Linked DNA regions of Arachis hypogaea: region 2 is linked to region 1. The links are chromatin contacts, called in public Hi-C maps. All regions are on one chromosome and are shown on one strand. The core of a region is the stretch at or near the end of the contact, and the rest is flanking DNA. Distances in the headings are between cores, read along the strand shown. Region 1 holds the start of LOC112720509 (OVARIAN TUMOR DOMAIN-containing deubiquitinating enzyme 7). Region 2 has its middle 9.3 kb from the start of LOC112721114.

Evidence for each region. A called contact is a pair of places that touch in the nucleus more often than the background predicts.
Region 2: a contact with region 1 is called in a Hi-C map of leaf, with 2.7 times the contacts expected there. The contact joins the enhancer-like site here to the promoter of LOC112720509 in region 1. A contact is called at or near these places in 2 of 8 Hi-C or Micro-C datasets (both in leaf).

Annotation. Positions count from the first base shown.
Region 1 is chr11:20,005,595-20,009,012 of arahy.Tifrunner.gnm2.J5K5, reverse strand. LOC112720509 (OVARIAN TUMOR DOMAIN-containing deubiquitinating enzyme 7) reads right to left here and starts at 2,025. Exons shown (of 12, transcript XM_072206580.1): 1 at 1,776-2,025; 2 at 782-888. The coding sequence starts at 1,832.
Region 2 is chr11:20,597,457-20,601,099 of arahy.Tifrunner.gnm2.J5K5, reverse strand. No RefSeq gene overlaps it. Among protein-coding and RNA genes, the nearest start is that of LOC112721114, 9.3 kb to the right of the region's middle. Within about 2 kb of position 2,094, at least 3 of the 3 cell types and tissues checked have open chromatin away from gene starts, as enhancers often do.

The sequences.
Region 1 (3,418 bases), core at 776-3,275:
GGACATAATTGATTCATCTGATTGCAAACACCAATTGCCACTAGACTACCTATCAACAAACAAAAAGAAGTGGAAGGGGCTTTCCAAGTAGGGGTTGGTAACTGGGAAGGATCTTCTTAGAACTGTGGGCCTTATTCCCACCCAAAAGTCAACTCAAGGGAGAAAGATCACCTTTATAATGATAAAAGCTCTCTAAGCCCTTTTCGTGCATAGCCAATGGGGGATGAACTAAAGCACCCACAAACGCAGGGTTATATATTTTGAAGTAGTTCACAGAACTGTGCTTCTCCAAGTAGTCCAATATAAATAATGATACCATCTTAACATTTTCGTGTAATTTCACCCAAAGAACTAGCTCAAGGGAAAGAATTGCCCCAGTGATGATACCCTTCAAGCATTGTGGAATTCAATAAAGCTAAGAGCACTAGAGCAGATAATGCCAAAATCTCATAGGCTTAACCTAACCTCAGATTTAGCATAAGAACAATGAGGGTGGTATTATATTATTTTCTGTACTAGTACCATCTCCAGTTTATTTGATTTCTCACTTTAAGAGATATGCAGAAGAGCAAAGAAACTCAAAATCAAGGCTTATTTATAAAGATTTTTTACTAAAATACTCTTATATAATTTTTAACATCTAATTAGTTCATCCTATTAAGCTCACATTCCTTAGTCAATAACGTGCTTAAAACCATATGATGCGCAAAATTAGAAAACTAATAATAACTTTTTCTTTAATATAAGAGAATCACAGATAAAATCAACTAAGAAGGCTGACCTGAAGAAACAATTACCATCTGCTGTTATGTCAACAATGCGCAGGCCCAGTGCATCCAACTGACTCCGAAATTGTGAAGTATCAGCTGGTTTCCCGGGCTTCTTATTCTGTTAAAAAAAAATGGCAGCACATTGATTCTTAGAAGCATTATGAAATCATAATTGGATTATTTACTTAAACAAGTTAATTGAGGAGGTTACTTAATCAAAAGAACAAAGCATCCATGCGCGCGCGCACAAACATTCTCATCATAACATCGTATGCTTAACCTTCGAAAGTCATTAAGCACCGAAAGATTTGACACATCTTGACAAATACAAACTTGACACTATGGATGTGCTTGTTTTAACTTTCTCTGACAAAACTTTTTCACATATTTGTATAAATTTAGAAAATAACCAGAATGTAAAAAAAATAAAAATCAGTTTTTGAGCTTTTTCCTTCTTTTTGGATTTTGGTAAAAGCTAAACAGGGTAGCTTCTAACTAAAATCAGTTTTCAACATTCTTACAAATTTATTAAAAAAAATTCAAGTTGTAAAATCACTATTTTGAAAATCAGAAACAAATGCACCCCTATATCAGTGGCCAACTATCATAAGTGAATATAGATGTCATCTCAGCATCTTTATGTGAATTTCATCTAATCTTATCTAATTATATTACAAAAAATAGAACATAGATAACCACTGATTACAAGTACTCTAAAATCTAAAAAATTATTCAGTACACTTACACACACTCTAGGAAGCACAAGTTTCATAAGCTAGTCACTTTAAGCAACAGTGCAACTCACCGCTAAACTAAACCCAAAACGAATAAGGAAAACAAATAATAATAATAATAATAATAATAATAATAAATTAACAAAAAGAAAATCCAAAAACAAATTGATTAATGTGCATAACTTGTAGTTAAGGTTGATGCAGCAAACGCACGAAAGAAGAACGAAGAATCAAAAAATTTATAGAAGTTGAGGAAGGTGATGGCGGTTACTTGCGGGTGGTGTTGTTTCTTGTGGGATATCTTCCTCTGTTGTTTTGGCTTAACCATATCCTCTCCTCGTACAGAATCGAAAAACCAGAAATTGCTTGGGATGCCGGTGCGAGTACGAACAAGACCCAACCCTGGAACCAGTAATAAAGCAATGTGTACAAAATATTGTTATGGGGCTTTTGGTTTTGTAAATGGTATGGGTTGGGTCCTTTGTTACCAGTTCAATGTTTTATATTAGAGAAAGTATTGGGAACTAAAACTAGTTGTGTACCATGTGTATAATGTGTACAATGTATTAAAAAAAATTATAATAAAAAATTAGATGATTAATTAATTATTTAATTTTAAATTTTAAAATTTGAAAAATTAGGATTAGTATTTAAATTCATTCACACTATGTACGAATATTTTTAATCTTATCGTAACTTTCAATATACGTTCAAAACTCATCACTGAATTTCTCGTCGGCCGACGCCGCCGCATCACACCCTCCTCACCTTCATCGGTCAGCCCGATGCGCCTCGCCCTCCGACGCTCAGCCTAACGCTGCCGCTTTTTCGCGTGCCTCTCTTCCGAACCGGCTTCGCTTTCCCCCATTCCTTCAAGCCTTTTCTCGCCGATGATACTACCATGCTCTTTTTCTTCAGATCCAAGCATGGTTAGCTTCTTTCAGATTTGGGCCCTATGCTTCACAACAGTGCCGCTTTCGTCATGCCTAGTCCTTCAAAACTATGTTTCTTCTTCTTCTATTTTAATGGTCAATTTAGAATGGTCATTTAGTAGGTATGTTGATAGTTATTTTAATTTTTATATAGATGATTATTTTGATTGGATTGGGTTTAATTATATATAATTAAAATATGTTAGATGTTCAGTCACAAAAAAATATATGTTAGATGTTCAATTCATTAGGTATGCGGATGATTATATCCTTAAGTGGATGATTATTTTTACTAAGGGTGAGTGGCATGTGGCAAGCCAAGTAACGACAGTGAAATGGGATGATTATTGATGAAGGTTGGGTGGCCACCGGTTGAAAAAGAAGAGAGTATTTGAGTAAAATACTTTAGTAAATTAGGATTTTAGATGGTTATTTTTTTAAAATAACTAATTGAATTTTTTAAAAATTTAAAATTTAAAATTAAAAAATTTAAAATTTAAAATTTAATATAAAATAATTGAATGAAAGTTTTTAAATTTATTATTTATTTTTATTTGACTAAATAACCAATCCATTGTACATATTATCAAGATTCCTTATTGATTCCGTAGCAAATTTATAAAAGATAATAACATCAAATGGGTTGAGCAAGATTGGATTTAACATTTAAAAAACATTTTTTTGTAATGAAATAAATTAATTAATTATTTTCCAATAGAGTAAATACACAAATATCGTCTTCCTATATTTACATATATAGAGTAAATATTCTTTCAATCCTTAACCATTTCTTTGATGTCTAAACAAAAGATAAAACTAAAATAAACTTAGTCTAAATCAAAACTCATAACTTGTTGAAAAATAACACTACGTTCTAACCTAATCATATGATTAGGATTATTCCTTGTTTAATATTTAGTTATTCAGTCCGTCATTTTATTTGTTTTTTTAGCTTTAGAATCAACTTGAACATACCAAGATT
Region 2 (3,643 bases), core at 845-3,344, 590 kb before region 1:
CTGCTGCACTGTGCCTCTGAGTTGTGGCGACCCGTGACCCTGTTTCTGTTTGGTGCTTGATCTGCAACGAGCTCCTACAATCACAGCTGTAACTTATCCCAACTTGTTGCATGATTAATTTTGCTTCATCCCTTTATTGTATTTGAGGATTAAGTTTTTTGATAATTCTAAAAAAGGGAAAAAAAAAAGGGGTCAGAACACTTAACAATATAAAAATTTAAAATAGAATTTAAATTTTTAATATTTATTTAAATGAACTAATAGATAAAAATAAAAATTAGTATTAGAGAAGGGAGATAATGACCTTTCTAACTTGCTCATCTTTAATTTATATATAAAAAATTGATTATTGTATAGTTTAATCCTTCTAATTTTATTTCTTTTTTCTCTTATCAAGTTATATATTATATGTTAGTCTTCACCATTAAAATACTCTAATTTTATTCACTGATAAATTAATTAATAGACTAATCCAATTTAATTAACTTGGTCTAATTAATCATTTGATAAAGTCTGCAATTCCTTCAATATTTTTCTGAAAGGCTCATAACTAAGACAAAGTTGTGCCATCCCTTTTTATTAGAACCCTGTTTTGGAGACTACTATTTGTGATTCTGTTGCTTCAACAGTTTCACCTCAGCTCCTCGAGGTAAGTTGATGCACATAATCCGTCGTGCCAGTGTGCCTCATAGTTCAAGTAATGTTTAGTTGGGTTGGTGTTGTTGATGTGGAGATCCGAAAATCTTTGGCGGATTCATCCCCTTCGTCCGATATACTGTGACTTGCTCTGACTCTCTTATTGTGTTGGTTTGTGCATCATTCTCGCTCGTGCTGCTGTACTTGTGTTAATTTGGCGACATTCTTGACCGAATTGCTTTGCATTGCAACAGATAGACAGCTCACCCCTTAGACAAAATCGACATCTTCAATGTTTAAACACTCCACAACAAAAGAATCGGTTGCATTTCTTTTGTGCACTTTTTTAGATTCATGTCTATAACAAACATGTTTTTTTCCATCTGAACCCTTTATATATTTTACATTAAATTTGATTGGTGAAAAAGAGTAAAAGTCTAAAACTCCAGTAAAGTACAATGCTACACCTAAAAAGTTTCCTTAATTAGTTCGTTCATTATATAGTTTCATGGGAATAAAAAGGAAAGATATAATTTTAAAAAAATTTTATTTTTTTTTAATAATTTAATTTCTTATTTTAATTTAGCTAAGTAAAAATATTGACAAAAAAAATTGTACCTGACGAACATAATTTTTAATTAGGTGAATAGAAATTTATTTTTCTTTATAATTTGGACATGGTTTATATTTCTTTTTTTTTTTTTTGGTCATGTACATGGTTTATATTTCGGTCTAGCCATCCAAATTTATTGAAATCAAATGCTTTGCACAAAAGAAAGTTGAACAATAATAGATTATCTACATTCTCTTTTTTCTCCATTCACAATGCGTATTACGAAAGCATACAAAAAAAGGAGCCCAAAATTTTCTGCCCAGTTCCACAGCCTATGTTTTGAGCCCAACATCCAATACAACATCCTTTAATTTATGGCTAATTAACCTAGTCCAAAAAAAATGATGGCTAATTAAATTTTCTTAACAACCTATTGAAAATCGATACATCACAATCACTGCATCACCATCACATATCATAAACGTGTCTCCCTCCCACGTCGACATGTACAGACAGCATTTGATGTTTTTTTTCCCGTATATCAGCATCACAGAATTTCTCTAAAAGAAAGTTCACATAATCATATGGGGTGAACACTGAGGAGTTTAGCATGGTCTAAATTCCAATTAAATCATAACAAATTGTCCAATTTTGCTAGCAGTTCTTAATGTCCCTTAAATATGCTTTTGACCACATAAATGCTAGAATACTAGTTTTGGTCTTTATCGGATGGATTTTATGCCAAGTACTCCACCATTTAATTCTTTTTAGAGTAATAATAACACATTCACAAAAACAATCTTAAGTCAAAAATATATTTTGGAAAAATACTATAAGGTTAGTATTCCGACACAGGCCTAACGGGCTCAACCCAAACTCACTCAAATAAAGATGAGTTGAACTGGACTTTCTTATGCCACCTGGTCCAACGAAGGGGTCTTTACTTCCCTTAGTTAAAAGATTTACTCACTACATCGGTTATCACCACACAATTAATTACCATCCCACCTCGCATAACTTCCTAAATAGTGGGAAAAATAACCGCCCACTATTATCAGAAAATGATTCACTTTGGCACTTTGCCGATGATTCATCATTTCACTCTATAAATATAAAAATATTTTAAATATTTTTGTCCAACTTACATTATATATTGCTAAAATTCTTATTAATTTAAATATTAAAATTCTTTACGGTGGCTAGACTCTTGTTTTCATACCCATTTTTTTCCTTTCTATTTAAAGTACACCTTAAAACAGTTAGTATTTTTTGTGAGAAAATAAAAATTCGTTAGCGTTAATTCAAATGCGATATATATATATATTATATATATATATATATTTTTTTTAAAATTTTTTAATATACTCCTAACGTTTAATGTAATTTAATTTTGTCTTTTTCATTTGTAATAAATTTTAATTTTACTTTTATTGTTAATTTTTTTTATTGTCATCAATTAGTCAATTTTTTTATAATTTTACTCCTATTCTAACTCCAACATTACTCTCTCTTTAAAAAAAGGCGCACTACTTTGGCTGATTCTCTCTCTCTCTCCCGTTGAGGTAAACCCTAAAACTTCCTTTGAGAGCCGCCGCCGCCGCCTCAATCTAGGCTGCGGTGGCCCTCCGATGCTCCTATCTCCCTTTACCTCTTCTTCTTTGCTCCTGTCTTCTTAACTTTTCTTCCTTTTTGTCTCTTCTGCCTCCGCTTCTTCCTTTTCCTTTCTCCTTCTCCTTTGTTTGTGTTTTTTATTCACCTCCACCCATTTTGTTCCGTCTCCTCTTTAACTTCTCCTCTCTTTTGTCTTTGCTTTCCTATTTCTTGCTTTAATTTCTGTTTTCTGCTTTTCTTTTAGAGATCTAGATTTGAGATCCAGATCTAGATCTAAAATAATTTCCTTCGGACCTGAACTTAGCTCTGTGTTCATGTTTGTATAACCCATATGTGGTTTTTTCCCTTTGTTTGTGGTGGCGTTTTGGTTCCCGTTATGGTTGCTGGTGGTGTTCTGATGATACAGATCTGATCTTGCTTGCGAAATAAGAGTGTCAACCGAGTTATGTCCTCAGAGGCTGAACGCCCAATCTCTCGAGTTCGATCCTTTCCTTTGTCTTGAGATGCGAAAGTATGAGCAATGAAGAGGAGGGGGAGTGTACCTGCAAAGGCACTCCGAAGTTTAAGTTAGTATGATATCTCGTTTTTCAATGAGTCTAAAAGAATACTTTACCTCGCTTTTTATCCTTGGCTATTTGTCCGTTATGCTCTTTAATATTAAGGTCGGTTATAAAAGAGCGGACAACGTCTATTCATTCGTCTGCTGTTACATCATCGGTTACGATGGAAGCACTTTTGGCCGAGTTATGGCTCATGAATGGACGAGCTTATAACGGATTGTGCCGAGTTATAGCTTATAAAGCGGCGAGTTCGTAATGGATTTCACCGAGTTATATCTCATTT